Linked DNA regions of Mus musculus: region 1 is linked to region 2. A link is a contact called in public Hi-C data. All regions are on one chromosome and are shown on one strand. The core of a region is the stretch at or near the end of the contact, and the rest is flanking DNA. Distances in the headings are between cores, read along the strand shown. Region 1 overlaps Plppr1 (phospholipid phosphatase related 1). Region 2 overlaps Plppr1 (phospholipid phosphatase related 1).

Region 1 (5,790 bases), core at 3,048-5,547, 62 kb before region 2:
CATGTAGGAAATACAGTTCTAAAACTGAAAATAAGAACAATTGCTTATTTTACATAATGAACAATTTAACATATTAACCTATAATTAGAGAGCAAGTTAAAATACTCAAATAGACTTTCCTAAAGAAAATCAACAAAGGAAGCAGGATTATAATTATTTGTAACATCCCTCATCCTGAGGGCTTGGCATTGGGAAAGGCCACATAGAATATGTTGTCAAACAAAAAATCCCATGTTAGAAAGAACAATCGCCACCATTGCTTCTATCAGTTCTTCCATGAGAAATGATATGAGACTTTGTGAAGTTTGTAAATAAAATTAATTTTCAAATCGCAATAAACATAACTAGTTTCTTTGTATAGAGAATTTTATTGGGAACATGTCAATAGGAATGTAATCTCAAAAAGAGGTTAATTTTTATGGCAATAAATGAAAATACACATTCATGAAAAAACATACTTTTTTATTTTTATTTTTTACACATTTTTATTAGATATTTTCTTTATTTACATTTCAAATGTTATCCTCTTTCCTGGTTTCCCCTCCGAAAATCCCCTATCCCCTCCCCTCTCTGCCTGCTCACCAACCCACCCACTCCTGCTTCCTGGTCCTGACATTCCCCTCTACTGGGGCATAGAACCTTCACAGGACCAAGGGCCTCTCCTCCCATTGATGACGAAAAAGGCCATCCTCTGCTGAATATGCAGCTGGATGCCTGGAGCCTCCATTTGTACTCTTTGGTTGGTGGGGTTTAGTCCCTGGGATCTTTGGGGGTAGTGGTTGGTTTATATTTTTCCTCCTATGGGGCTGCAAACCCCTTCAGCTTCTTGGGTCCTTTCTCTAGCTCCTCCATTGGGGACCCTGTGCTCAGTCCAATGGTTGGATGAGAGCATCCACCTCTATTTGTCAGGCACTGGTAGAGCCCCTTAGGAGACAACTATACCAGGCTCCTATCAGCAAGCCCTTGTTGGCATCCACAATAGGGTCTGGGTTTGGTGACTGTATATGGGAAGGATTTCCAGGTGGTGCAGTCCATCCATTTGCCTAAGAATTTCATAATAGCTGAGTAGTTGTCCATTGTGTAAATGCACCACATTTTCTGTATCCATTCCTCTGTTGAGGGACATCTGGGTTCTTTCCAGCTTCTGGCTATTATAAATAAGACTGCTGTGAACACAGTGGAGCATGTGTCCTCATTACATGTTGGAGTATATTCTGTGTATATGCCCAAGAGTGGTATTGCTGGGTCCTCAGGTAATACTATGTCCAGTTTTCTGAGGAACCACTAAACTGATTTCCAGAGGGGTTGTATCAGCTTGCAATCCCACCAGCAATGGAGGAGTGTTCCTCTTTTTCATATCCTCACCAGCATATGCCGTCACCTGAGTTTTTAATCTTAGCCATTCTGACTGGTATGAGGTGGAATCTCAGGGTTGTTTTAATGTGCATTTCCCTGATGACTAAGGAGGTTGAACATTTCTTTAGGTGCTTCTCAGCCATTCGGTATTCTTCAGTTGAAAATTCTTTGTTTAGCTTTGTATCCCATTTTTAATAGGGTTATTTGGTTCTCAGGAATCTAACTTCTTGAGTTCTTTGTATATATTGGATATTAGCCCTCTACTGAATGTAAGATTGGTAAAGATCTTTTCCCAATCTGTTTGTTGCAGTGAAAAAATAAACATAGCTTTTGTCCACTGATTCTCAAATCACACATACATATTTTCAAAATCGTGTCCAGTTTTAAGTCTGTGCTATTCTATATGCATGAGAGATTACTGGGCTAAGATATTATTTGGCACTACAGTGTTTAATGCTACTAATCTAATAGGCATAGGATGGCTGTGAGCTTAATAAGGCTTATGGGCCACAAAACTCAGTTTCTGTGAATGAGTCCACATGGCAATATTGAACATGAGGAGAGAGACAAGGAGTTGTCTTCTTTTCAGTATTGATCCTCTAACAAGTACATGGTTTTATGCCTCAGTCCTATGAAAAGAAGGTCTATATGCAGAAGTTTAAGATACAACGCCCCAATCTGGATGTGGTGGCATGTGCCTTTATACAAGCACTCAGAAGGCAGAGGTAGGTAGGTCTCTGTGAGTTTGAGCCCAGCCTTGTCTATTCAGGGAGTTCTAGTCCAACTAAGTAGAAAGAGTCAGGCCGCATCACAAAACCAACCAACCAACCAACCAACCAACCAACCAACCATCCAATATAAAGGAGACTCCTTCATGAGTGAAGATAGAAATTCCAGGCACACCTGTGGGGCTGTTAGAATCCTGTACTAGTAGTCCAGATGTTATCAACTGTCAGTGGCATACTGGGTCATATCAATACCATGAGGCCTGCCATTAATGTTCACAGGCTAACAAAGCCTGGGAAACTCAGATCACAGCCATTCTGAATTCATTCCCTTCCCATTCACTGAACTAGCTAATCTTACTAATTTCTCATAGGATCACCTACTTCATACAGTATGACTTTCATGGATTTATCTGGTTCCACTATATAATGAACAAGCATCTTCAAATACACTGCCTGTATTTTAATATCAGAACTTTTATTTTTCAGCATTACAGACCACTTTATGATAAAGTAATGAATCACCATGTACCAAAGTCTGTTCATTTATGATTATTTCTGGAAGATAGATTTATATACTTTCGGATTTGCAGCATATTGCCAATCTACTTTGTCCAAAAACTGATATGTTAACCATCCCTTTAAAAAAGGGAGTATTTCTATCTCCTATTTTTATAGGCTCAGAGATCTAGTTGGTGTATTAAGGAAACTGCTTTGGTCTATATGGTCCATGCTCACACAGCTATGTCTGAGCTGAAAGATACTTAGAATCTGAAGGGTGTGTTAATCCTCTCCCAATCAAGTTCAAGCTAGAGTCCTATCTCCAATATACTACCTCATGGAAAGTTGTTTCTGCTTGAGGAACAATGGGGTTTCCCACATAAATCATTAATAGATAAAATCTCCGCAAACATTTTCCAGTGTCTTATTAACTGGAACTTGACTAAGTAAACCTGTAACATGTAAATGAGACAGGATTTCATTTTTAGTGGAAAAAGAACTCATGAGGACACTTAGTGATACACAACTTAGGCTGAAAAAAAAAGACTTTCTCTCTTTCCACTGTTCATTTCTATGTTGGATGTAATGGGAAATGGCCATATGCTTATGGCTCTTGATAATGAAATGCTAGTGGTAATGACATACCTGATCAAATATGAGCTTTAAAGGTCAGTTTTATGAGTCTGCAAGATTGTTTCACCTTATAAAAATAAACATGGAACCACTCTGGGATGGAGGCTCCAAAGGATTTGGTCCTGAAGAGAATGAGATGAGATGAACAGACATCTCTTATCAACAACCACAGTGTAAGAAAGTAGCCTGTATGTTAGTCAAGCCACCAGCATTTAGGTACAGCGAGTTACAGTGGCAGAATCTATTCTATACAGCAAGAATTAATAACTTGGGAGACAATTTGTGTACATTGTCTAATCTTTTATACAGTTATAATTATATGTACTATGTTCTTTAGATGCTTCAACAGTGCAGCTATAATTGTTTTCAGTATTTTGACATATTAAGGCACAATGTACACTAATGCATATGTACAAAATATTTACATGTTACAAAACTGTATTCACCAAACTTAGATTGGTAGTGAATTCTGAACGGGCAAAGAGGGAAATGAAATCCTATAAGAAAGAATACAAAGGAGCTTTGACTGCATCAGGCAAGTCCTATGATGATGATGATGATGAAATCCAAGCCAAATAATGTCAAAATGCTGAAGTTCTGTACAGCTAAATTATGAAGACTTTGCTGATTATATTTTTACTGTATAAAAGTCTAGTTGAATTCATTCAAAATGCATTTTTACAAACAGTGTTATATTGGAACTAGGAAAGATGGCTCAGGTCTTAGCACCCACATGGCAACTCATAACAGTCTGTAATCCCAGTTCCAGAGGAAGTGATGCCCTCTTTTTACTTCTGTGGGCACCAAGCATACATGCGGTGTACAGACACTCATACACATAAAAATAAAAGCAAGCAAATCTTTTTAGAAAAAAATGTCATCTAATACCAAGAGCTCAGAGTATTTTCTGAGTCTCACTAGTCAATGTAAGTCTCCATCAAGTCAAAGGATTTTGCAAAGAGCTTTAGGGAGTTGAAATCTATCTTGATCAAAATGTAAAAATGTTTTTTAGGGTCTTCAAGGAAGACAGATTCTAGGAAAGGAAGTTCACACTTCCACAGTTCAATGTGTCTTCCTTCTGGTCCCTGAAGACATAAACAAGAACTTCTCTCTAATCCACTGCTTCTCAATCTTCCTAATGCTGCAACTCTTTAACACAGCTCCTCATGTTGTGGTGATCACAACCATAAAATTATTTCATTGTGACCTCATAATTGTAATGTTGAAACTATTATGAATTATAAAGTAAATATTTGATATACAGAATATCCAATATGTAACCAATATGGAATCATGGCCCAGAGGCTGAGAACCAATAATTTAACTGGTTCTCCACTGGACAAAGTTCAGCAGTTCACTGTAATAGTGATAGCTATATATACACAGTGAAAGAAAAGAATACTTTATATTGTAAAGCTCCAAACTTTAATGTCGGAAGCTGTGTTGCCTTGGGCCAGTCAGTTTCTTCTTTGTTCTTCAGATTTTTCTTTTGGAAGTTAACATGTGAAGACAAATTTCTTTTATATAGGATCATAAATATTGTTCTACTAATGTTTTAAGCATACAGTTTTAAGGAAATATGATGTATTTGATGATAGAATATCAGTATCTGTGGATGGGAAGGGGCTGAGATCTCTGAAAGGAAGAGATTTCATTATAATTAATTCATTTCATTAACATGCTCACGAGAGCACAGACACTCTTACTCTGCTCATCCCTTTCCCAGTCTCCTCTTTCTTACTTCTGAGGTTGAGGGTTGTTTGTTTGTTTGATTTTGTTGTTGTTGTTGTTGTTTGTTTGTTGTACTTCATAGAAGCACGTACTTCTCCCAAGAGTTGCAGGAAGGAGAACTAACCATTGAGGTGATCAGAGAAGGCAGCATGGGGATGTAGGAAACCAGATTCCCAACCCCACGTCTTTGATCAAACTCACTCCCAGTTGGTTTCCTCAGCTCCTGGTCCCTTGGCATTCAGGACAAGATCATCTTGCTGGTCCTCACTTCTCTTATTTTGTGAGATCTTGTTTTAACTGGGACCTGGACCCATTCTAAAGGAGTCTCACTCACTCCCTCAGAAAATCAAAAACCAAGAATGGAGTTCTGCCTTTAAAACTAGCCTGGGGACCATGATACTTACCAAAATGGACAACTGAATATTGATTGCACCAAAAACACCATTAAGTGATGTTTGTCCAGAAAAGTATAGGCAAAAAATTTTATCATTAATATTTGCCACTGTAATTTAAAAGCCATATAAATTCATTGTTCTGCTATCTAGTAAAGTTTCTTCCTAAAATCATGTAAGCCCCCAAAATTCACATATAGCAGGATTAAACTACCCAGAGGCTGTCTCTTCTGTCGGTTTTTGGTGTGTGTGTGTGTGTGTGTGTGTGTGTGTGTGTGTGTGTGTCTATGCAAGTACACACAGGCACAAGTGTATAATTGGCTTACTTTCATCTTTGTGCCAAAACTGTTACTTTAAAATTATTCTTGTCAAGCATGTGTTACTCAGCAAGAATGCTCGGGTGCCTCACCTCATTAATTTTTCAAAAGCTCTCATGATGCATTCCTATTTCT
Region 2 (5,629 bases), core at 1,450-3,949:
ATTTTGGCTTCTTTAATTACATCTCCACAAATAATGAATTACTGGGTTATTTTAATTATTGAATTTATGTTTCTTTTTTCATTTTTATTGGTTATTTTATTTATTTATATTTCAAATGTTACCCCTCTTCCCAGTTTCCCCTCCACTAACTCCTATCCCCTTCTCCCTCCCTCTGCCTCTATGAGGTGCTCTCCCAACTGCCCACCCTCTCCTGCCTCAGCACTCTAGCATTTCCCTATCCTGGATCATTGAGCCTCCATAGGACCAGGGGTCTCCCTTCCCAATGATGCCAGATAAGGCGATTCTTTGCTACATATGAGGCTGGAACCATGGGGTCTCTTCATGTGTACTCTTTGTTTGGTGGTTTAGTCCTTGGGAGCTCTGGGGGTCTGTTTGACTGATATTGTTGTTCTTCCTATGGGGTTGCAAACCCCTTCAGCTCCTACAGTCCTTGCCCTAGCTTTTTCATTGGGGTCCCTGCCCTCGGTCCAATGCTTGGCTATGTACATCCATATCTGTATTGGTCTGGCTCTGGCAGAGTCTCTCAGGGGAGCCCTTTCTAAGGAGAGCTAGCCTTTGTCTCTACCTGATCCTCTGTGACTGGTCACACCCTTTTATATCCAGCCCCATTTACCATTGGGAAGGTTTAACTTCTAGAAAGTGCTTCTCTAAATTGGGCTTGAAATTGGCCTCTCTGTGCCAGCTAGACCCACTGATGAGTTATAACTTAGTCTACTAAGTCGCCAAAAATACCAATATACTTGATAACAGAAGGTGCAGGATGAAAGAGTCATTTACCTGAACTATGTTACAGTAGGCAGAGCCTCACAGGATTGGCCATATAACTTGCCTTACTTAGTTGGGGTTTCTATTGCTATGATAAAACACTGTGGCCAAAAGCAACTTGCTGATGAAAGGGTTTATTTTAACTTAAAGTTCTCTGGTCGTATTTCATCGCTGAGAGAACTGAGGATACAATTTGTGCAAGAACACAACAGCAAGAACTGAAGTGGAGGCCACGGAGAAAGGCTGTTTTCTGGCTTGTGCTTCATGGTTGTCTCAGCCTGCTCTCTTATAACACCCAGGATGGATTGTCCAGAGGTGGACCCGCCTACAATGGGCTGGACCCTTATATATCACCTGCTAATTAACAACATACATCACAGGCTTGTCTACAGGCTAATCTTCTGAAGGCATTTTCCCAATTGATGTTCCCTCTCCTCAGTGAATCTAGCCTGTGTCATGTTGACAAACAAAAATGCCAGATATCTCTTCTCTAGGGTAAAGAGATTCTAAAGGCAAGAGGGAAGAGTCTGAACTGACTATAAATGCCGAGGGTAAACCATACTTCCATCTTTGGATGGAGGAAAGAATATGCTACAATATTGTTCATCCAGGTAACTAAATGGAAAGGTGTTGAGTTAAATGGGACATAGCACTTATATTACATAACAGGCACTTGTCCTTCCATTCATTCATCAAGGTCTGTTGCTAAGTGACTACAGGATGAAGGGTGAGGACGCCATTTAGAAAGATTCCATGCCCATCAATGAGACTCTACACAAAAAAAGATATGTCTAAGTTTAGTGATGTGGCTCAGTGTTAGAGTGCTTGGCTGATAATAATAATATTTATGATAGTTCCTTGAGAAATAATAAAATATAGACAATAAGACATAATGCCATTGGTATCATTGGTGAATGACCTTGAAAACAAGAAACAACAAATATGAGCCTTTGAATGCTATTTCTGCTTTTAAAAGTTATAAACCCTAATATGAGCAATTTTCATCAGCAAGATCAACACAGCCACTCACTAATTGGGTCTCTCAATGGTCACAGCGTAAGTGAAAGTATCAAGAGAGGTGAAGAAATGAAAGGGAAACTATGAGAGGTTGTGCATTCTTCTCACTCGACAGATGCTGAGTTTTACTACTGTATATGTATAGATATTTTTCTCTTGGGAAGACATAGTAAGAAGTGGCTGGAAAAATCACCTTAGGTGTGAAGATGTGAGTCTCAGCTACTGGAAAAAACTCAGAGTTTTTTTTTCTTAGCCAATAAATGAAAAATTCAGTAAGGCACAGGCTAAATGTGCTAAACGGGAGGAAAAAAAAAACCACTTCATGTGGGCAAGCCATATTGGTGAACAGAGGTCACAAGCCCTCCAGAGAATCTGCCCGAGTAGCTGATGGCAGCACAAATGCTCTCCTAAACGCAGGACCAGCCTTCAATGCTACTGAACAGATATAGGATGGGAATGGGTGATTTGGATGGCGGAAGGGAGTTGATGACAGGGTATTATTATGAAGCCCAGTGCAACTGAGTTCTTTAAACAAGAGAAAGATCCTAGGGACTAACGGACATTCTCTAGTTCCTGTTCAAGGCATTTGATCCAGCTCATGAAGGCCTCCAGTGGTCTGCAGAAGGCAAAATGGTTGTAACGAGCTAGGTGGCCCTTCCTGTCCAAGACCAAGCTCAGTCGGTATCTAGTTTCCCAATGGCGTTTGCTAACCCACTTTGGGATCTTCAGGGTGAGAGCTCCTCAGTCTCTCCACAGCCTAACCTCTCTCCATAGGGGTTACTGGCCCACGGGCATCTCTCTATTCTGTAGCACAGCACACTCATAGAAAGAGACAGATATCTCCAGGCAGTTAATGGCCTCCAGGGGGAAAGCTGGAACACTCTGAAGCCCTCTGCTGCCCTCCACAGGCCACACACGATGGGCAAAGTTTGCTAGTCAGCTCTGGGCCAGTGCGGTATAAAGTAGATTACTCCAGTCATCTCTCAGAAGGCTAGGTGAACTTCCACTCTGCCCCAAACAGAAGCTTACTCTACTGGAACATGAGGACATGATAACATAGGTAAAGTTCCACTCGGAAAACTCTACTCAAAATCATCCTGCACAGAAGGGTTTGCTATGGTTCCAGACATGGCATGATTGTAGAGGTATGAAAAAGAACAGGAGCTCTCAAAAAAAAAAAAAAAAAAACAAAAACAAAAACAAAAACAAAAAAAAAAAAAACTGCAGTGGTCAGCCCTGAAATCATATACATACAAGTACCATTATAGGGATGAGACAGGTTGTAATGCTTTTAGGAAAACACACACACATACACAGGAGAGAAAGAGAGAGACAGAGGGGGGAGACCAGAGGGAGAGAAAGAGAGAGGGAAAGGGAGAGAGGGAGGGAGGGAAGCATGGAGGGAGGGAACACAAAAGGGAATAAAAAGGAAGAGTTGGAAGGAGAAACTTGGAAGAGGTAAAACAATGCTGTTTAATTAATGATGTTTTAATTAAAAATTATTTCAAAGAAAACTCCCCAGTGTTCCATGCCCCACTCTGTCTGACCCATGCCCAGGCACCCAACTCTAGTCCAGAAGAAAAATAACTTATTCTCTGAGTCCAAACGCAACATGGATGTTTATTCCAGAAATAAACATCTCATGCAAATGTACACTTCATGTGTGCTACCCTTGTTTTGGAGGCATAAAAGTTTAAAACATAAGACTTGCTATCAATGTCTTTCATAGGCAGACAAGGAAAGAGCTCTTGAAGGAAATTAGTTAGGAGCCAAGCTGTGAGGACATAAGAGCAAAAGACAGTTGTTTATGTCTCTGGGGCTAAGGAGAAGAAGGAAGAACCATTTATCTGACATGCCACTTGTATGTTTAAAAAGGCAGGCAGGCAGGCAGGAAGGCAGGAAGGCAGGAAGGCAGGAAGGCAGGAAGAAGGCAGGAAGGCAGGAAGGCAGGAAGAAGGCAGGAAGAAGGCAGGAAGGCAGGAAGGCAGGAAGAAGGCAGGAAGAAGGCAGGAAGGCAGGAAGGCAGGAAGAAGACAGGCAGGCAGGCAGGCAGGCAGGCAGGCAAGAATTTAATGGGTTCCCAACTTCTATAGGAGTTCAAATAGAACTCCTTTAGCAGAAACTATAGCTTGATCCATGACTTTGTGTGTATATAGTATATGCATATATGTGTCCACAAGTGCACGCATGAGCTTGCAAAATAGAGTGTCAATGTCAGGTCTCCTCCTTGATCACACTCTACCTTAATATCTGAGGCAAGACCTCTCCCTGAATCTAAAACTCACAGATTTGGCTAGATTAGCTGACCAATGAGCCCCCCAAATATCTTCTGTGTCGATCTCATTTGGATTATACATACAGACCACCACACTCAGATCTTTATGTGGATGCTTGCTAGGGAAGCACTTTACCAACTGGGCCAACTCCTGAGGCCTTGGCTTCACACCCTCCCTGTAGCATCAGTAGCAGTTTTTATATTGCTCTCTAATGTCGACTAGTGCCACTGAAATGCAACTTTATCTCTGAAATGCAGCTTTATCTCAAATAGTAGGTACCCAGAACCCCCAAAAATGTTCCAGGCATTTACTCCCCCATTCAGACACACTGTGCTTCACTTTCTCCTTAATTTCTCTCCCTCTCTTGTTGTATTTATTCAATTTTGTCTCAGCCACTTTTTCTAGAATGGCAAACCTGGTTCCTGCTGTGTCCCTCTAAGTTCATTCGCCCATGGGCAGTTGTTTTTATTCTGCTCATCCCCAGCTCAGCTTCTCTAAACCTTGAAGTTTAGAACCTGACCAGCTAACACCCATGTCCTGTCTACGAGGTTTTACCTAAGATCCCTGGGGGTCATGGCCCATGGCAGTCACTGTTTGCCTTCAACACCTCCCTGCCTGCCTGTATCCTAAGACAGTAGTAAGCAATCAAAGCTGTCACAGCTATATCATATCTTAAGAAGCTTCCCTGGTCTACTCGGAGCCCTCTTTGAGCAGTTGCTTTTATTTTCTTTCACTCACGGGCCACCAGATGGATTGTTCCCCTATGTGTCCATAATAATCATTGCTGGACGTGAACATTTTATCTCCATTGACAGTCCTAGTAAAGTAGCTCTTAACAAGAGTTAGCCTCGGAATCAGGGAGCCCCACTCAATTTGAGAAGAAGTCGATTACACTGCAGTGGTTATGAGAATACTGGTAGATTAATGCCCACAATGTGCCAGGTTCTTCATGTCACTGCACGCTTCCAACTCCCTTCTGACAGTTTAACTTAAAGTTCAATTTAAGGGAGATTAAGGGATTTCCTTGAGGTTTTTCACTCACCCCATGTCAGAGCCTGGCCTTGGAAATATGTATTTGTTGCCCATTGTTTTAGAGTTCCAATTATTGGGATGAAACATCATGACCGAAAGCATTGTGTGTGTGTGTGTGTGTGTGTGTGTGTGTGTGTGTGTGTTATTTAGCTTGTATTTCTGTATCACAGTTCATTAGTAGAAGCAGTCAGAGCAAGAACTGAAAGGGAGCAGGATCCTAAAGGCAGGAACTGGTGCAGAGATCATGGAGGAGTGGTACTCCAGGCCTGCTCCTCCTGGCTTGCTCAGCCTGTTTTCTTATAGAACCCAGGACCACCTGTTCAGGGCGGTGCCACCCGTAAGCAACTGGGTCCTCCCACATCAATTACTGATTCAGAAATGCTCTGCAGCCTGAGGTTTTTCCTCAACTGAGGTTTCCTTTTCTCTGATGACCAGTTTGTGTCAGGTTGACAGAAAAACTAGCCTGCACCACCCACCCCCACTCCTCTTTGGTATGACTGTGTATCATCCTATCTGAA

What was found. Hi-C and Micro-C count contacts between places; a contact is called where the count stands out from the background.
Region 1: a Hi-C map of the 63-12 cell line shows a contact between it and region 2, with 3 times the contacts expected there. The contact joins two enhancer-like sites. A contact is called at or near these places in 2 of 39 promoter capture datasets (the C10 cell line and liver), 3 of 15 datasets of contacts at CTCF or cohesin (large pre-B cells, liver and pro-B cells), 15 of 484 Hi-C or Micro-C datasets (the 63-12 cell line, cerebral cortex, frontal cortex and 5 more) and 2 of 115 datasets of contacts at active chromatin or transcription factors (hepatocytes and large pre-B cells).

Annotation. Positions count from the first base shown.
Region 1 is chr4:49,214,473-49,220,262 of GRCm38.p6, reverse strand. The region is part of intron 2 of Plppr1 (phospholipid phosphatase related 1); the gene reads right to left. Among named protein-coding and RNA genes, the nearest start is that of Gm32657, 28 kb to the left of the region's middle. Within about 2 kb of position 4,297, at least 3 of the 459 cell types and tissues checked have an H3K27ac peak or open chromatin away from gene starts, as enhancers often do. A contact at or near this core is called in the 63-12 cell line and pro-B cells, where this site is marked.
Region 2 is chr4:49,151,106-49,156,734 of GRCm38.p6, reverse strand. The region is part of intron 1 of Plppr1 (phospholipid phosphatase related 1); the gene reads right to left. Among named protein-coding and RNA genes, the nearest start is that of Gm32657, 92 kb to the left of the region's middle. Within about 2 kb of position 2,699, at least 7 of the 459 cell types and tissues checked have an H3K27ac peak or open chromatin away from gene starts, as enhancers often do. A contact at or near this core is called in the 63-12 cell line and pro-B cells, where this site is marked.